Regions from separate parts of the Mus musculus genome. Here all the other regions are linked to region 4. Evidence: chromatin contacts called from public Hi-C and promoter capture Hi-C data. All regions are on one chromosome and are shown on one strand. Each heading gives the region's core, a stretch centred on a gene start, on an enhancer-like site or on the middle of the called end of the contact. The rest is flanking DNA. Distances are from core to core; before and after follow the strand shown. Region 1 has its middle 18 kb from the start of Gm14221. Region 2 has its middle 58 kb from the start of Gm34980. Region 3 has its middle 19 kb from the start of Top1. Region 4 holds the start of Emilin3 (elastin microfibril interfacer 3).

Region 1 (4,911 bases), core at 140-2,639, 310 kb before region 4:
AATTAATTAATTGCTCTGTTGATTGAATTTATTTATTTATGAAATATATATTTTATAAGATATGTTACATTTATATATTAAACATATATAAATACAATAATTTGATTTATTTAATTAATTGATTAATTTTTAAAAACAAACATAATGGGCTGGAGAGACGGCTGAGTGGTTAACAGCACTGACTGCTCTTCTGAAGGTCCTGAGTTCAAATCCCAGCAACCACATGGTGGCTTACAACCATTTGTAATGAGATCTGATGCCCTCTTCTGGTGTGTCTGAAGACAGCTACAAGTATACTCATATAAATAAAATAAATCTTTAAAAAAAAAAAAACATAAGCCGTGGACATCTCCTAAGTAACAACATATGACATTATCTCCTGGCCTCCACACACATGTACCTGCACACACATGAACACACATATGCACGCACATACATTCAGGAAAGGATTTTAGGTCAGACAGAGATGGGCACCTAGTAGCCATTGGGGTACTAAAAAGAACTCCCTGATAATTTTGGCTCCATTTCCACAGTGCCCGACTTCCCACCACCAGGAAGTTCTAATCACTCAGCCAGCCACACGAGCACAACTTCCTTCTAGAAAATTCAGTTTCCAGAAGCCACTTAGACTCTTTACTTGTGTTTCCCACCTCCAGCTTCCAACCCTTCGATGTTGTGTCTCTAACTGAAGCCAAGACAAGGTCTCTATTCACAGAGAGGGACCATTCTCTGTGATGCTCAGGTGATCAGATCAAAGCACCCCAGGAAGCCCGTGCAACCTCAAGGTCCATGTCTGCAGAGTCCCTTCTCCCAAGAGAAGGAGACCACGAGTCCTATGAACTAAGCCTGGGCCTCTTTATCCTGCCCAGCACAACCAGACCTGGAAACGGGAAGGTGAATCAACGCCACCTTACTCTCTGGCAACTAGTGAAGTCGAGTTCAGCATCGAGTCTCAGCATCTGAATCTCCTACCCCCTCCTATCCCTGCCGATGTAAATAGCCAGAGTCTCTAGAGCTGTAAGAAAATAAATACACATTATTTACGTTTCTAAAAAGAAAGGACATGGCTAGAGACGTGGTGGCACACACCTTTAATCCCTGCACTCAGGAGACAGAAGCAGATGGATCTCTGAGCTCGAGGCACGTCTGATCTACATAAGCAAGTTCCAGGACAGCCAGAACTATGTAGAGAGACCCTGCTCATTAAAACCAAAAACAAAGGTGTAAACGTCTAAACAATAGAGAAATTCTTTCTCTGCTATTATTATCATCATTATATTAACATAAGTTTGCCTTTGGGAATAGAAGGGTAAAGAATCCACTCCATTGGCTGAGGGGGGAACTGCAACCTCTCTGCTGTGTAATTAAACTTATGGCCAGCAGGTGGCGGTGCAGGCTCACACAGCAGGCCCTTCACAACCCAGGTTCATCCCTTTTTCTTGGGTAGTGGAGTCAGTAGTACCTTCCTCCTGTTCTCCAGAACCTGCGCTACGAAGAAATGCCCCAGAGGACCCAGCAAACACCAGAGGTGGGAAACGCACTGTATGTAACTCTCTCCTGAGCCAAGTACAAGGAGCGAAGGTTAAACCTGTGGGGCCTGAATGGGGGACCAGAGCTGGAAGCCTGGCCAACCCAACACAGAAACAATTAACTCTCCGACATTTATGAACTCGTCTTGCCTATGGCTCAATAAGCAGCTTGCCATTAGACAGACTGATCTGAGACTGGGTGCAGTAGTGAGTGCCTGTAATTTTAGAATCCTAGAAACAGGACCTCCTGTCTTAGTCAGGGTTTCTATTCCTGCACAAACATCATGACCAAGAAGCAAGTTGGGGAGGAAAGGGTTTATTCGGCTTACATTTCCATACTGCTGTTGATCACCAAAGGATGCAGGACTGGAACTCAAGCAGGTCAGGAAGCAGGAGCTGATGCAGAGGCCATGGAGGGATGTTCTTTACTGGCTTGCTTCTCCTGGCTTGCTCAGCCTGCTCTCTTATAGAACCCAAGACTACCAGCCCAAAGATGGTCCCACCCACAAGGGGCCTTTCCCCCTTGATCACTAACTGAGAAAATGCCTTACAGCTGGACCTCGAGGAGGCATCTCCCCAACTGAAGCTCCTTTCTCTGTGATAACTCCAGCCTGTGTCAAGTTGACACCCCAAACCAGCCAGTACACCTCCCATTTCGAAACAGGAGTTCAAGGTCAACTCCAAATAGATAGGAAAATGCTGTCTGTCATAGCCTCCTCCAGCCTTGCAAATAAATGCACTACACCTTACTGGGGAAATCATAGCTATGCCCACAGAGCTTATTAATCTCTCCAAATCCCACATAAAAATGAGTGGGATCAGAGCAATCAGAAAGTAGGAGAAAGGTCCAATATAAGGAGAGGCCGAAAATTAAGCCAAGAACACCCCACTGCTACCCCACCCACCCCACGCCCCTCGAAAGGTCACTATCTTTTTTTATGCCTCCTTAAAACTGCACAAGAAAGTGGGTGCTCTTCCAGTTAAGAACGTCAACCTTTTGTGATTCCTTCAGTTCAGGAAAAGCACTTTCACAAAAGGCAAACTGTAGGAAAGTTTTGAGGCCAAATCTCATAGGAAGTTAAATCAAGCAAAACAAAACAAAACAAAACAAACAAAGAAAACCAAAAAATAAAAACAAAAACAAACAAATGAGGAATAAAACAGCATTCCCACCAACAGGAAAACCACACCAGAGAGACACTCTCAGAACAGAATGGAACCTGTTGCCTATTTCAAAATGACATTCGAAGCCGGGCGTGGTGGCACACGCCTTTAATCCCAGGAGGCAGAGGCAGGCGGATTTCTGAGTTTGAGGCCAGCCTAGTCTACAAAGTGAGTGCCAGGACAGCCAGGGCTACACAGAGAAACCCTGTCTCGAAAAACCAAAATAAATAAATAAATAAATAAATAAATAAAATAAAAATTTCCAAATCTTCAGGGGAAAAGGGAAAAATCTTTCTGTGTCTTGGCAGAATAAATAAATAAATAAATAACTGACATGAGAAAATAAATTCAAATATTATTTAGCAAGGCTTTATGTCAAGAGAAAATGAAGTAACATTTTAAAAAGAGTCAGTAATGGAGGATATGCTAATAATTCTTTGCCCAGCAACACTAACTTGAAAATATAACAGGTGCAGGCAAGTTCTTGCTATGATTTGAATGTTAAGCACTCTTTGAAGGCCCATGTGTTAAGGCTTGCTTCCCAGGCAGAGTTCCTGGGGGGGGTGCGGGGGGGGGCCTTTAAGAGGCAAGAACTCTTGGAAGCCTTTACGTCCCAGGAACTATGTTCCTGGACAGGATTCTGGGGGATTCTGTGAGTGGCTTAGCACCACTACAGACTCCCGCCGTGACATGCTGTCTGACATAAACCCAAAGCAACAAGGCCAATGGCTTCTCTTTATACGTCAGTTTCTTCCATATTTACCACAGTTGCAAAAAGCTGACTTAACACCAATCACAGACTGAAAGAAGAAGATGCTCATGAGTCTGTCCTAATAACCTCCTAGGAAAAAAAGGACCAAGCTAACAACAGAAGGTCCGATATTCTTTATTTGATTTTTTTTTTCTATATCACACAGAGAAAGATAAAAACGGCACCAGTTATTCTCGAGCAACTTCTTTGCACTGGAAGTTCAGTAGCAGGGCTCTGTGCCCCTCATTGCTGGCTCACATCTGATGAAGCAAATCCCTGAGGGCCAAAGCAGTAGGGATGTGCACCCTTTGCACTGAGACACTGTCGTGAGATCCCATGTTTTCACTTAAAACTAAGTCTTCCTGAAGAGAACACAGATCCTGGCTTAAAACTTCCCAAGTCAGGATCACAGCCCCTCCTCAGTCAGTCATAGAACTGGCTATGGAAGTTGAACAAATATATATATATATATATATATATATATATATATATATATAATCAACAGTAAAAGGTTCTTACCACTCAACAAGAAAATATTAATTTAAAATCCGACACGTAATGACTGCAAGGTGTCCCCGCAGTGTTCCCCTGTCTTACACCGCCAGGCTTCACTGCAGCCTAAGTTTGGGACATAACAGACACTCTGACACACAGTGCCAACCAACGCTGCCCAAACAGCTTGGGTCAGATCTGCAACTCCACACACATGTCATGAAATGCAATGCTTTTTATTAGGGACACAGCTTATAGCGCTCATAGGAATGTAGTGCTTTAGATACAAAAAGTAAATTCATAGTTCCCAACTGCAGTTCCTCGGCATGTAACAAAGAACCCTGTTACAGAGTGTGATTTCTGTTTCATTGGTTTTGAGACAAAGTTTCTGTATGCTCCACAGCTGGTCTGAAACTCACAAGTAGAGCAAGCTGGACTCAGACTAGGAGATCTGCCTGTCTCTCCTTCCAGACCGCTGGGGTTAAAATTATGTAGGGTGGCACACCTGACTAAAAGTTTGATTATAAAAACTGCTGTTCGTTTCAGCTGGAGAGTTGAGTTGGCTCAGTGGTTACTCCCAGAGGACCCAGGTGGGGTTCCCAGCACAAACATGGCAGATGTAACCATCTGTAACTCCAGTTCCAGGAGATCCAAGGACTTCTTCTGGCTTCCAAGTGGACCAGGCATGCACGTGGCACGTAGATGTACATGAATCTCCAACACCCACATAAAAATGGAGCACTGGGCTGGAGAGATGGCTCTTCCAGAGGTCCTGAGTTCAATTCCCAGCAACCACATGGTGGCTCACAACCATCTGTAATGGGTTCTGATGCCCTCTTCTGGAGTGTCCGAAGAGAGGTACAGTGTACTCATATAAAACAAACAAGCAAATAAATTTTATAAAACAAAACAAAACTGGAGCCCCATGCCAGATGTCAGTGGTGCACGTCTTTAATCCCAGCACTCAAGAGGCAG
Region 2 (4,797 bases), core at 1,978-4,477, 480 kb before region 4:
CTTCCTGTGGAATTGTTTGGCTGAAGATGTTCAGATGGGGGTCATATATAATGTCGTCAACGGAAGCAGTGGCAGCGGGCCTGGGCTCCGACAACCGGGTGTGGGATCCAGGGACAGGAGCTTGGCTTTCTCAGGGAGCTCATGAAGTCATGAGATAGTGCCAAGACACACAGTCCTGTCTGCCTTGTATGCTCCTCTGCACCTTTCAAGCAGTGCCTTAGCCATAGCTCCTCTCGGGGATACTACTCATATTTCTTTTCCATAGCAGTTCTTGGAATGTGTCCATGGGACATCAGTTTTGTCATCAACTGTGAAAGACCCTCCTGAGACCCAAACCCAAATCTGCCATTTCAGAATTTCCAGGGGCAGAGCCCAGGCACCTGCATCTCTAAATCTAAATGACTGTAGGTGACATTTCATCTGAAATGACAAGAAGTCTATAGTGTGGCATGTGGAGAACAGAAAGGACACAGGAGATGGTCCTGAGGTAGGAAAGGAATTTGCAAAGTGTCTTAGTTAGGGTTTCTACTGCTGTGATAAAACCGCCATGACCAAAATCAACTTGGGAAGGAAAGGGTTTTTACTTCAGCTTACAACACTCAGGTCACACTCCATCACAAAGGGAAGTCAGAGCAGGAACTCAAGACAGGAACCGAAGCAGAAGCCATACCGGAGCACTGCTGACTGGCTTGGTTGCCCTGTCTTGCTTCAGCCTGCCTTCTCATACAACTCAGGAAAGTGCCCAGGGTCGGCACTACCCACAGTGGACTGGACCCTTTCTATATCAGCCACTAATGAAGAAAATGTCTGCCTCGCAGGCCAGCCTTGTAGAGGTACTTCCTCTATTGAAGTTCCTTCTTCTCAAATGACTCGACCTTGTGTCACATCGACAAGAAGATAACCATGAGAGAAAGGCTAAGGAACATCATAGAACACAGCACAGCCAAGGAGTGTGTCAAGGGGCAACCACTCAAGAAGTAAGACAGGCAACATCTCACAGGAGCTGGTTCCTGAAGATCATTCCAAGTTCAGTGACATTATCTACAGCCCTTAAAGGCTTTTCTTGAAGATTGAATTATTGGTCCCAATTCTCCATTCCATTATCATACATTGTGTATCCACACCTTTGCTACGGCCTCATGGCAACATACTATACTTCCTTCCTTCTTGACTTGGCCACACCATTTCCTGTGAGCAATAGGATAGGAGTCAGTGTGTTGGGAGCTGAGACTGAAGAACAGTCTTTTATCGATGGGCCTGACCCATAGGACTCCTTTTATTTCATGATTAAAATAAAATCATGTCTCAGTAACCACTAGTCCAATGAGAATGAGCAATGTTTAAGGAAGACTTGGACTTGATCTACAGAGTGGAGCCAAATCCTGAATCCCATCTAGAGCAACCAAGCTTCAGCCAGCCATCAAACACATAAGCAAGAAATAAACACCGCTAGATAAGAAGAGTTTTCTTATTATATCAAAATATGGTACAATTAGCTGGTAAAGGACTTAGGCAGGGGTATGTTTAGATTTGGCCTTTTATAAAGACCACTCTGGCAGCTGTGAGGAGGCTAACCTAGTCTCCGAGGAGAGTAGCTATGAAAGAACAACTTGGAAAAAGAAAAATGAGTCCCAAGCTCATGGTGGCTATCTGGAGGAAAACTCGACTGTGTAGCCAGCCACAGTGGCTCAGTGAACTCAGAAGACAGAGAGAAGCAGGAGGATCGACACAAGTTTGAGGCCAAATATATCCTCATACTATGGAAAGTTCTCTGAGTGAAATACTGTTTCCAAAAACCAAGAGCAATAGGATAAGGGTAGTGAGTCACCCCTTCAAGCTCAGCACTTGGAAGGGAGAGGCAGGAGGGTCACATGTTCAAGGCTACAGAGCAAAGCTGAGGCCAGCCTGACCTACAAGAGACCGTATCTTAAAATTCTAAAACAACAACAGCACAACACAGTTTAGACTATAGGGTGGTGGTGGGGATGGACACAGACTCAAATAGGTTCTGGATATGCTTGGAATAGACCTGGGACGCTGTGCAGCTAGACTGAACTTGGAGGGGGGCGTGGTAAGGATCGCAACACTGCAGAATCCCAAAGGCAGCAGTGCCACTTGGCACAAATTAGAAGTGGGTGGGGGAGAAAGGAATATATCAAAGTTGGAGGGATATTCTCGTTTGGGGTTTCTTGTAGTTTGGTGTGGTACTGTTTGCCAAGATGGGAAAGATCCATGATAAGAGGATTGGTGTGTAAGGTGGGGAGAGATGGACAACCCTGTTTAAGCATGATGAGTCTTACTATGGCCATCAACATCCAGATGTAGACAATGAGAGGCAGTCAGATTGATTGGACCATGAGAGCTAGCAGTATGAGGGAATGGACTGATATTTGACAGCACAGCTCTCCTCAGGCCGGTCCCCTCACTCCCCCTTCACTGGTCCCTTACCTCAGACTTCTCTAAACCCAGTTCAAATGTCACCTCCAGGCAGTGCTAGCTATTCTTGCCTCTGAATTCCCTGAGTTCACTGTAAACACCTCAAGTGTTATAAAACAGGCTGCCTTCATCACCGCACTGTAAGCTCTGGGCATCTTTGCAACCCCAGCACATCAATGAATGCTCAGCCCAGGAGAGGAAGAGGCTCAGCAGCATCAGCCTCCTCCCTTCAAGGCATCGAGTTGGGTGCTTACAACGCCATGCTCCATTTAAGTCTCTCAGCAGCATGGTGGACATAGTCATTTCATTTCCAAGTTGCTGAAATTGAGGCCCTTAGGACTGGGGAGATGGCTTAGTTGGGGAACTGCTTGCAACACAAGGATGAGGACCTGGGTTCAGATCCCCAGCATCCGTGTAGAAAGCTGGGCATGTTGTATCAACCCGAGGATGATACCAAATGTTAATCTCTGGCCTCCACATACATGTGCATACACAGACGACACACAAATGTACACAGACACAGTCAGTCACACACACACACACACACACACACACACACACACACACAGAGAGAGAGAGAGAGAGAGAGAGAGAGAGAGAGAGAGAGAGAGAAGCGCTGAGGGTTAATAAGGTCCTATCTGAAGTTTCTGCACATGTAAACGCCTGGATCGATGTGATTTCACGGTTACAGCTTTCCATGTTGCCTCTGCCCCAGTCTCTCTCCTCATCCCTTCCTCCTCCCGTCCGTCCCCTGGCAGCCCTCCTCCTCTCTGGCAGGGCTCCCACACTGCCTGCGCCTCCACACAGGATGTGCTTCCTGAAGCTCCTGGTCCAGATGGCCTACTGAAGCTGTTTCTCATAAATCACCAGGCCTCGCAGAGCTGCGCTCAGCAGCCACTTTCTCCTCTCAGTCTCCCCAGGTCCCAGTGCGTGGGCCCTAACCACCCAGTCAGCAGAACTGGCTCCTCTAGTCGGGGGAGCATGTCTACGGTGCCCCTCCCCACCAGGGCCAGGAACCACTGGGTATACTTCTGGGAGACAAAGAGGGTGCCCATGAAGGATCTGTGTTAGAGACCTGGAGGTATAGGCAGGAAAGAGGAAGAGTGAAGCCCAAGTAGAGGCACAAAACCTGTGTAATCCACCTGCCAACCCCCTAGGCCCCATGCGTATGCCTTTCTGCCTCCTAAGACACCATGACACGGTACTAATGTACACACAAAACCACAAAATCCCAAGATAACTTTTCCAAATATAAACCACTACCTCTGGTGACAACCCACCTGAGGCCCAGAATACCTTGGTCAAGTCAATTCACTTCTCTAAGTTTGACTCATGTGTATGGGAGAAGAATATAAACACAGGGTCCCTTGGGGTGTGGTACCCTTCAAAACAAAAAACAAAACAAAACAAACAAAAAAAAAAAACAGGACAGAAGTGGAGACAGCAGGAACCTGGTCCCCTCCTTCCTTCAACTGGTGTCATTCCCTTCATGCCTCTAGAGCCCAAGATGGTCTGTTGTGTCACTTTGATGCCTGAAACCCCTTCAGGGTTCTATGAGTTCTGCAATGTTTTCCACATGTTCTGATCCACAACTTTAAACACAATTTGGGGCAGCATACTTGGAAGGCATGACAAAATTGTTAAATGGTTTACCCAAGATGGCACTCTCCTGCTCCATAGATCATAGTGTTGGACCCTGGCTACATAGGCAGGATGACATTTTCTAGCCCCTCTTGAGCTACATGAAGCTACACAGCTACTCCTCCCTGCCTGAGGTGTTTAGGAAGCAGGTGATTTCTCTTCTTCGTTTTCCCTGTCTGCTAGCTGGAAGAAAGGACTCTAAGATCCAAGGAGATGGTGAAGCCACAAGAAAGGTGTTTCTATCCCTGAGTGACCATATGGACCCGCATCCCAGCACTGACAAGCAAGAACTCACACTTGGGAATTTATCTGAGGAATTTTTAAGGCAATGTTATTTTAAGAGCATATCAGCTGAAGCAGCTGTCATCACCCTAACTACATTTGAGGAGATCCAAATTAACATACAATGATGCCATCGGAACAGCAATACAACTAGGACTACAATGTGCCAATAATTCAATCTATAAAGCCACACACCTTCGTCAAGGGGACAATGTGTCAACACACCCACCGGCTTGACTAGATTTCACTTCCTGGCCTTTCTTTCTTGGGCACTCATCAGGCTACAGTCTTGACAGTTCTCCATACTACATATGTGCCTCTTTGCCTTGTCATGTGACCTATTCACCCACCGATAACAATCTCTTTCCACCCATGCAATCTCTGGGTTCCAACAGTGCAGTTGGGCATGTGTGGGGGCAGAGGAGCCAGGGCACAGCA
Region 3 (4,847 bases), core at 1,798-4,297, 280 kb before region 4:
GAGTTCAGGCCAGTCTGTTCTACAAAGTGAGCTCCTGGACAGCTCGTTTTTTTTTTTTTTGTTTTTTGTTTTTTGTTGTTTTTGTTTTTTTCGAGACAGGGTTTCTCTGTGTAGCCTTGGCTGTCCTGGAACTCGCTCTGTAGACCAGGCTGGCCTCGAACTCAGAAATCCACCTGCCTCTGCCTCCCGAGTGCTGGGATTAAAGGCATGCGCCACCATGCCCGGCTGACAGCTCGTTTTTATACAGAGAAACCCTGTCTCTGAAACAAACAAACAAACAAACAAACACACACAAAACAAACAACAAGGACAAGAAAGAAAGGGGTGTATGTGCTGTTGCTGATGGTGTGTGTATGTGTGTGTGTATGTGTGTATGTGTGTGTGTGTGTGTGTGTGTGTGTGTGTCTTTAAACTGTTTAAAACTAAAATGAGAGGCTAGGGAGATAGCTCCCGTGATAGGATTTTTTAAAGTAAAAGGGATAAAGGGCTGGCTGCATAAGCACAAGGATTTGAATCCCCAGTTCTCATGTAAAAAGCCAGACATGCAGCACGTGCCTGTAATCCAATTACAGAGAAGGGAACAGGAGTCTAGAATACTAGACAGACAGTAGAGCTGAATGGGTGAGCTTTGGATTCAACAAGAGACTGTCTCAAATAGTAAGGTGGAGAGTGACCGAGGAAGAAGCTGTGCTGACCTCTGGCCTCCATACACACACATATGCATACACAAAGATGTACTACCTACACATGCAACACACACACACACACGCACACACACACACAGAGGAGGGGGGTGTCTAAGGATGGAGAGATGGCTCAGCAAGTAAGAATATAAGAGCACTTGCTGCTCTTCCAGAAGACCAGCTTCTATTCACAGGACACATATGGCAGGTCACAACCATCTATAACTCTAGTTCCAGGAAATCCAAGCCCCTCTTCTGGCTCGTAGGGCACCACACATGTATGTGGTACACAGACATATGGCCAAAGCACCCATACATAAAAAAATAAAAATAAAACCACCTAAAACCAAGTTACCAGAGTAGTCTTGTCAGTGCAATAGGGGACCTTGTACAGTGACAATTTTTCTCATCATTGAGAGTAGTCAAGGCCAGGAGTAGTCAGATAGGTAAGAAGTGCCTCCCAGAGTCTCTAGTTTCCCTTGGATGGGGAAAAAAGCAGTAGTGGGAAGAGAGCTTCAACATCTGAGGAAGTGATCAGACATAGCCTGGGCCCTTTCTTAAGAACACAGTAGGTGTCGGGTGTGGAGGCACACACCTTTAATCTGAGCATTCAGATAGACTTTTGAGGCCAGCCAGGTCTCCAGACTAAGTCCCAGGACAGCCAGAGTTATCTAGAGACCTTGCCTAAAAAACAAAAACAAAACAAAACACCAAGAGGCTGGTGGTCACGGAGACATTTCTTTTGAAATTGCATTGGTGGGGCCAAACCAGGCCAGACTCATGCATCTCTACCTTGGAAGTTTTCAGAATAGTGGCCACCTTTGGAGTTTTGTTGGAGGAGGAAATAGGGGTGAGGTTCTAAGTGCTGGCAATGTTTAACTTTTTGATTATGTATAGGTCATACAGGTGTGCTCAGTTGATCAGATTTATCGACTTGTACATTGTGTGTGTGTGTGTGTGTGCGTGGCATAGGTGCATGTATACTGCGGCACAGAGAATAGTTTTTTAGGATGTTAGTTCTCTTCTTTCCTCCCATTTTGGTTTGTTTCATTTTGAGATAGGGTTTCTCTGTGTAGCTCTGGCCATCTGGAATTCACTCTGTAGATCAGGCTGGCCTTGAACTCCAAGATCCACTTGCCTCTACCTCCCAGGTGCTGGGATTAAAGGTGTGAGCCACGACCACCTGGCTGGCCTCAAAAGTCTATCTGCCTCTGCCTCCTGAGTGCTCAGATTAAAGACATGTGCCTCTATACCCGACATATACTGTGTTCTTAAGAAAAGGCCCACACTATTGTGCTTCTAAAGCAGGGTCTCTCTTGACTATTTCTGACCCCAGGCTGCACACTGGCCTGAGAGTTGTTTGATCCCCCTGTTTACCATGGGTATTACCTATGTGTACCATCATGGCTGGCTTTTTAATTTTTCTTGTATTGAGACTAGGTCTGTCTGTGTAATCCTGGCTGTCTCAGAGTTTACCATATAGACTAGGCTGGCCTCAATCATAGAGACCCTCCCACCTCTACAGAGTACTGGCCTCATATATCTATCTGGCTTTTTGTGGGGGTAGCAGGGATTGAGTTAAGGTCACCAGACCATCTCCCCATCTGGATCCCATTTTTATTTGCATTTTTTCATATTTCGTGTTGAAAGACTTTCATAAATTGCTTTTGCGATGATATACTGCACTATCCAGCTGAGAGAGAGAAAAAATTATGGGTGATAAACCCAAGTAAAACATTTTGGGCTAGTCTGAGATTTGAGCTGCGGAAGACATAGGGCAGGTGATTTTCCCATACAGAGTCTGAGCAGTATGTTGCTGGCCAAAGGGCAGCTAAAGGTCAGCTGTGCTGCAGAAAGGTCCTCAACCATCAAAATCCAGAGAGAGGAGAGAATTAAGCCAATTACAACATCAGGAGCCCATAAGAAGGGCACTTGGAGCCGGGCCTGGTGGCACATGCCTTTAATCCCAGCACTCGGGAGGCAGAGGCAGGTGGATTTCTGAGTTCGAGGCCAGCCTGGTCTTCAGATTGAGTTCCAGGACAGCCAGGGCTATACAGAGAAACCCTGTCTCAAAAAACCAACCCCCCCCCCCCCCAAAAAGGCACTTGGATGTACCTAGAAGCTGAGGCCTTTCAGAATTGCATTCTGTGTCGCCATGACTATCATAGGCTCTAGAACAGAACAAGGCACTTAGCCGTCTTCTTCCTTCTTGGATGTCAGTTGTGATTTGGGAACCAGAAATGCCCAGGCCCACTGTGAGGTTTGCTATGTCCCAGTTAGGGCAAGCAAGAATCACAGAGGCCAACAAAGCTGGGCTGAGAATGGAAGGGGAAGTGAAACCCTGCCATAGCTCATACGTGCTCAAGCAAAAAAGCCACCTGTGGTCAGTCGACGTTTGGCTTGGGTAAAGAGAGGGTGCCAGAGCAGTGTGGGTAGAGCGATGTGGACATGGGGCCAATCACAGATAACAGCAGTTAAAAAATAACAAGGATGACTTCATAGCGTGAGGGGCTGGGGTAGGGAGATGGCAGGTTTCAGGAGGTAAAAAACGAGAGGTCACAAAAATCAGCCCTTAATAGGTCACTTCTATTATGTAGAAGAGAGAAACTGTTGACTTGGAACTAGGAGGCACCAACAAAGCAAGAAGCCCGTAGTTCTCTCATCTGTAAGATTGAGACTGTAATAGTTCCTCTTGGGGTCAAGTCAACTGATGCATAAACTATGTACAGCTGAGTGTAGCCAGGTGCACAGTGACTAAGGAGCCTGAGACAGGAGACCTGAGAAAAGCATAGCCAGCTTGAGTGGCAGAGCGAGAAACCCATCACCAAAGCATTATCGTTTGTTTGCAAATAACTGTTGATAATATGAGAAGAAGAAACTTCTGGTTTCTGAAACGAGCTGAGGAAGACTATGTGGAGAGCCAGCAGCAACCAGAAATCCAGAGGGGAGAGAAACAGGAGAGACATCCCCACCTCAGAGATGGGGCTCTGACTCCAGAGACATGTGTTTGTGTATGCAAAGTGCTATGGTTAGGCATATCATGCACTGGGAGGAAGATGGCCCATAGCATATCACAGTATCAGAGGATCTGACTATACACACACATGTATAAACACATCTTAAAATTACTTAACCAAAAAAAAAAAAAAAAAAAAGGAGTGGGGGCGGGGGGGGGGAGGAGCAGATGAGACAAGAGGCCCACACTCATGCATGGATGGAAATAGCTAAGTCCGAGAACCCAGGACAAAGAAAACAGAAGGCTTAGAGAAAGAAGCAAGCATAGAGGGGAGCTTATAGGGGAATGAGATAGGAGTTAGCTCAGCTGTCGTGGAGCTCAGAGAAGGTTCACGGTGCGGTTGGGGGGTTGGGGGGGCTTTTGATTAAAGTCTGAGTGAGTTAATGGGCAGGTGCGAAGCTGGAGAACTGAGGCAGGAATGATAACAAAGACCCTGGCTGGGGTTCTCTTGCTACCCTGCTTGACACATCAGAAGTAGGTACCCACATAGAAGGATTAAAGGTAGCACACTATGCTCAGAGAAAGAAGCCAGCCACAGAATAAATAAGTACAATTCAACAACAACAAACCTCCGTAGGCAGAGGCAGGCAGAGGCAGGCAGATCTCTGAGTTTGAAGCCAGCCTGGTCTACAGAAGCTGTTCCAGGACAGCCAAGGCTACACAGACAAACCCTGTCTCGAAAACAAACAAACCTCTGTCTTCATCAAGATTACATCCTATGGCTAAGCAGGGCAGCTCCACTTTTAACCCTGGGGCTCTAGAGAGGCAGAGCTAGAGACAGGCTGAGCTTTGTGAGCCTCAGGCCAATCTGGTTAAACTTAGTGAGTCCGTAGGTCAGCTAGGGCTACCTACTGAGATTGTGTCTCAAAAACAGACTGGGGGAGCGTCTGAAAAGTATTAACCAAACAGGCAAAATAGATATATGTAAGCCCTGGAGAGACAACGAGGGAATGATCGGTGGGAAGAGCTAAGTGGAGTGGTTATAATCTCAGAGTACTGAGAGGGAGATGAAAGACAAAGAGGACTGAGCTGTGGAGATAGCTGAGGGAAAGAGGCTGTAGGCAAAAGTATCCTCAAACGCAAAGGGCCTGGGCTGGTGGGCAAGTGTGTTGGCGAGCATCTTAAAGAGATCCAGGTGGCCGGGCAGT
Region 4 (4,457 bases), core at 66-2,565:
GTGTCCTTGATGGGTGTCTACTGTCTACTGAGCCACGTGCTCAATTGAACCAGAAGATTGGGTGTCTACCCAACACCACTCTGAAAAGGCCGCCTCAGCTTCTCCCTCAACCACTTGGCCTTCTTTCTATTCACCCCCACCCCCACCCGGGCTCCTTCACTGGTTCTAAACTCCTTATCCTGGCCTTCAAGGTTTCTAGAGCACAACTTAGTGGCTTCTTTTTAATCAGGCTTTCCTCCTTCCTCCTGTGAAAAAGCTCTCTAGCCTCGGCTTTGCCATTTCCTTGCTCCCGAGAGCAGTACTCGTGTCTTCTCTTATAGGACATCTGCCCTGATGCTCCTGGATTCACGGAATGTGGTTGTGGGCTGGGTACTTGCCTTCAAGGTTTTATATTCGATTGGAATTCAAATTCCTGTATAAACCACTGTGGAAGTCTGTCCATTCTACAGTACAAGCCCAGGACCCACAAGTCCTCACCAGCTGTGCATCTCACCCACCTTGGGGCTCCCGCAGGGCTATTGGGGCCAGACCATAGGAGGGGAGGAGCAACTACCTAAAATAAGCATGGCTCTGTCTACAACCACGCAAGGCAGAAGAGAGACAGAAGGCATTGGACTGGGGAGCCCCGTGTGTTCCAGGCGCGGACAGCCCTTCCTCCTCTCCCTCCACCTGGTCCGCTGCGCCTGGAGTTTGCTCACAGCGCAGCTGGAAAATGTTACTTCGCTGGAAAGGTTTCCACGGGCACTGCCAGGATCCCAGTCTCCGCGCCAGGCCCCCTCGGCTGACTTGTTCTTCGCCAACCCCGCAGCCTCCTGGATGGCGGGGCGCCTACCCGCGCAAAGAATCGTGTCGGGGGAACCGCCCCATCGGTGGCTGGGGTACCCATATCTCGACGCCTCCGCGCCGGTCCGGGCAGGTGGGAGTGGCGGCGCGCCACGCGGGGGCCTCCCTCGGGTTCCCGCCGTGGCCCGGCCCCGCGCTTACTTGTGTGGCCCCGGGCGCAGCCGCGGACGCCATCCGGTGGTGTAGAGGCTGTAACGGGAGGCACTGGGCTGTGCGGGCCGCGCGAGGAGAGGGGTGCCCTTGGCCTGCGCCCCCGAGAGCAGCGCCGCGACGGTGCACAGCCACACGGACAGACGGCGGCCCATCGCGCTCGGTCGTCACTCTGTCCCTCGGGGTGCCTCCCGCGGGGGATCCTCCGCTCGCCCTCCGGGCTCCCGCGGCCACTCGCGACCGACCCCCGGAGCGCGCTGGTTCGGCCGCCTGGAGCTGTGCGGCCGCTGCGTCCCGCCGAGTGGCCGGGGCTACTCGCGGCTGGGGCCGCGCAGGGGAGGCGGGAGGCGGGCTCTGCACGGATTAGCATAAACTTGGGGCCGCGCCGCGAGCTCCGCCAGCCCCCTCCCCGTCGCCAGCCCCCGGCCCCAGCTCCAAGCTGACGCCCGAAGGGCCGCGTGCAAACACGAGGTTAAGAAACGAGCAGGCGGGACGCAGGGCGCTAAATTCCAGGAGGCTCCCCAAACACGCGCAGCCCCTGTGTACTTTTAGGGTACCGGACAAAAAGCTGCAAAGCCTGCAGGCAGGCCTGGCCTCCCTGCTGGGACCTCTTAAGACTCGCTGTCTAGCAGGACACTTCAGTCTTGAACGTCTAGTGAGTATGGGTACCATAGTCCCGACCCTGGACCCGAGATGAACTTGTATAGAGGCACACCAGGAACCCTTTCCCCAGCCAGAGTGTCCCCTGTCTATGGGTGACCCAGGAGATCTGATAACTGCAGATTTCACTTCACACCAACTTTTGCAGACCGGGGAAGGTGGCCAGGCTGCCTGTCTGAGTTCAATGATAGGCCAGCGTTGTCTGTTTCCGTTAGGTAAGCTGTACCACGTGCCCATTACCTCTCTAACCCCTCCAAGAATAACACCCCCACCTCACCCTCGCGCACGTGTGTTTCCCATAAAAGCTTTTAATTAGGTGGGCCACAGTCTGGTGTCTGGCTCATTATTAGCTTCTAGTCAAAGAATATTGCGAGGGCATCCTCGTAAGAAACTACCTTAAGCCAGGCTTCCTGCTTTTTTTCATTCCTGAACATGACTATGTAACCTAAGAGTTCATCTATACAGTCATGCTTATTGGACATCACCTTGTTAAATGCCTACCCTGCAAGAGGCTTTCTGAATTCTGATTCTGTCATCCAAGAGGACCACTTCATTCTGGCTTTGTCTCATCCCCACAGGACCATAGATGGCCCTCCAGTATCTGCACCAAGGAAATACTGGGCCTACTTGGAGGTCCCTGTCCCTCACTGTGTGTGTGTGTGGTGGGGTTTACATTCCTATGTGTTTGCATACACGTGGAGCCAGAGTCCAACCTCAGGTAATGCTTCTGAGGGACTATCACCTTGTTTCTTTGAGACTAGGTTGCTCACTGTTATGAGTCTGTCAAGTAGGTTAGGCTGGCTGGCCAGCGAACTGGCCCAATAAGCCCAGTGGATCCCAATTCTACCACACCAGTACTGGGGTTACAAGTGCTTGCAGTCATGCCTGGCATTTTCTTCCTTCCTTCCTTCCTTCCTTCCTTCCTTCCTTCCTTCCTTCCTTCCTCTCTCTCTCTCTCTCTCTCTCTCTCTCTCTCTCTCTCTCTCTCTCTCTCCTCTCTCTCTCTTCTTTCTTTCTTTCCTTCTTCCTTTCCATTTCTCTTTAAAATCAAATTCAGGTCTTCATGCTTGCAAGGCAAGCACTCCACCGACTGATCTGTCTCCCCAACTCTGCTTTCTTTCAAGAGGAACTCTGAGGGGCTGGAAGGATGGTTCAGCATTAAAGAGCACTTGATGCACTACCAGAGGACAGTTCTAGAGGACCTGGCACCCTCTTCTGACCTCCTTGGGTACCAGGCATGCATGTGGTACACCATATGCATGCAGGTAAAATAACCAGACACGGGAAACAATTTTTCTTAAAGTAACTTTGAGGTGTGAATAAACTCATTTGAAGCTGGTGGTATTAAGGATGCTGGAAAGAGCAGCTCTGAATCCACATCTATGCCCTGCCCTCTCCACCTGCTCTCTGAAGGCTGATACCTGACCTAAGCCTTTCTGGTGGTCTTTTTTTTTTTTTTTTAAGAAAGCACCTTTTGTGTGATATTTATTTATTTAATGTATATGGGTCCATTGTTACTGTCTTTGGACACACCAGAAGAGGGCATCAGATCCCATTACAGGTGGTGGTGAGCCACCATGTGGTTGCCAGGATTTGAACTCAGGACCATTTGGAAGAGCAGTCAGCGTTTTTAACCACTAAGCCATCTCTCCAACCCCTCTGGGGATCCTTCTGATGGTGCTTTCTGGTTCTTCTCCTGAACCCGGTATTGGTAGGAAACAGGTGGCTGGAATGCCCTCTAAGGTGTGAGTGTTTTAGTTTCTAGGGCTGCCATCATAACTAACAAATCAAGTGCCTGGAAAATGATAGCAATTTATGGGGCTGGAGAGATGGCTACATGTCTGGAACGCCTCTTCTAGAGGACCCATGTTGGATTCCTAGAACTCACATGGTTGTTCACACATATCCAGTTCCAGAGGATGCAATGCTCTCTTCTGGCCTCCTCCAGAACTAGGCACACACTGTGGTACACAGACATACTTGCAGAAACAAACTATAAATGCCAAGCACACAAAATAAGATAATAAATTTAATGCAAACTGTTTAGAAATGACGGCAATTTATTGTCCCGTATTTCTGGCGGCTTACTGTCCAGAATCAAAGTATTATGTGGGTCATTCCTCTAAGGAGCGATGCTTCCTTGTCTCTCCGGCTTCTGGTGGCTCTGAGCAATCTCTGGCTCGTGTCCACAGCACTCTCATCTCCGCTTTGGCATTCACGTGCCCTTCTCTTGGTCTTCACACGACCCTCTTCTGTGTTTCTGTGTTCTTATAAGGACAGTGGCCATTGAACAGCCTCATCTTAAGTAAATATATCTTCAAAGACCCTATTTCCAAATAAGGTCACAATCTGGGGTTCTGGTGAAACTACATTTTAGCAGAACGGGGCTCTGTTCAAGCCCCTGCGGGGGCTCCTGGAGGCGAGAAGACACACCAGAGAAGGCGTACTATGGTCGCAGCAGCTCTGTACCAATTAGAAGGAAGTGAGGGTAGAAACCTAGAGAGGAGACTGCAGCGCTTAGAAAACAGCCATTTAGTGATGAGCCATGGCGTCCTTGCTCTGCTTCTAATAACCTACCATTTGATCTAGCTTGAGTGGCTCAGGCAACTCCAGATGCACCCAAGCCCCACATTTACCAGAGATGTTAGGAGCCATTCTGAAAGGACAGGGTGCCCGTGCTCTTGAAGCCATGGACTTCCTGCTTTTTCATGAAGGGAGACATCTGAAGGGCAAATGCATAGAGCCCAGCTCCCCGCCAGGCTGACTGCTTGGCAGCACCGTTCAGCTGGCTCTGGGAGAAAACT

What was found. Promoter capture Hi-C pulls out the DNA fragments that hold promoters and counts their contacts. Hi-C and Micro-C count contacts between places; a contact is called where the count stands out from the background.
Region 1: a contact with region 4 is called in a promoter capture Hi-C map of neural stem cells. The contact joins the enhancer-like site here to the promoter of Emilin3 in region 4. A contact is called at or near these places in 14 of 39 promoter capture datasets (the 3T3-L1 cell line, the C10 cell line, the HPC-7 cell line and 8 more), 2 of 484 Hi-C or Micro-C datasets (bone marrow-derived macrophages and cumulus cells), 10 of 115 datasets of contacts at active chromatin or transcription factors (craniofacial prominence, embryonic basal ganglia, embryonic forebrain and 7 more) and 2 of 9 other capture datasets (adipose tissue and liver).
Region 2: a contact with region 4 is called in a Hi-C map of cortical neurons, with 1.8 times the contacts expected there. The contact joins the enhancer-like site here to the promoter of Emilin3 in region 4. A contact is called at or near these places in 5 of 39 promoter capture datasets (the C10 cell line, HPC-7-derived erythroid cells, liver and 1 more), 2 of 484 Hi-C or Micro-C datasets (the G1E-ER4 cell line and cortical neurons), 1 of 115 datasets of contacts at active chromatin or transcription factors (stem cell-derived neural progenitor cells) and 3 of 9 other capture datasets (adipose tissue, liver and pancreatic islet).
Region 3: a contact with region 4 is called in a promoter capture Hi-C map of hematopoietic stem and progenitor cells. The contact joins the enhancer-like site here to the promoter of Emilin3 in region 4. A contact is called at or near these places in 11 of 39 promoter capture datasets (the C10 cell line, the HPC-7 cell line, cranial neural crest and 7 more), 1 of 484 Hi-C or Micro-C datasets (nephron progenitors), 6 of 115 datasets of contacts at active chromatin or transcription factors (craniofacial prominence, embryonic basal ganglia, embryonic hindbrain and 3 more) and 3 of 9 other capture datasets (adipose tissue, liver and pancreatic islet).

What each region holds. Positions count from the first base shown.
Region 1 is chr2:160,596,647-160,601,557 of GRCm38.p6, forward strand. No RefSeq gene overlaps it. Among named protein-coding and RNA genes, the nearest start is that of Gm14221, 18 kb to the left of the region's middle. Within about 2 kb of position 1,390, at least 5 of the 459 cell types and tissues checked have an H3K27ac peak or open chromatin away from gene starts, as enhancers often do. A contact at or near this core is called in neural stem cells, where this site is marked.
Region 2 is chr2:160,430,149-160,434,945 of GRCm38.p6, forward strand. No RefSeq gene overlaps it. Among named protein-coding and RNA genes, the nearest start is that of Gm34980, 58 kb to the left of the region's middle. Within about 2 kb of position 3,228, at least 66 of the 459 cell types and tissues checked have an H3K27ac peak or open chromatin away from gene starts, as enhancers often do. A contact at or near this core is called in cortical neurons, where this site is marked.
Region 3 is chr2:160,624,369-160,629,215 of GRCm38.p6, forward strand. No RefSeq gene overlaps it. Among named protein-coding and RNA genes, the nearest start is that of Top1, 19 kb to the right of the region's middle. Within about 2 kb of position 3,048, at least 57 of the 459 cell types and tissues checked have an H3K27ac peak or open chromatin away from gene starts, as enhancers often do. A contact at or near this core is called in hematopoietic stem and progenitor cells, where this site is marked.
Region 4 is chr2:160,911,024-160,915,480 of GRCm38.p6, forward strand. Emilin3 (elastin microfibril interfacer 3) reads right to left here and starts at 1,316. Exons shown (of 4, transcript NM_182840.2): 1 at 985-1,316. The coding sequence starts at 1,148. It overlaps Gm35181 (a long non-coding RNA gene), which reads left to right and starts at 1,309. Exons shown (of 6, transcript XR_375190.4): 1 at 1,309-1,648.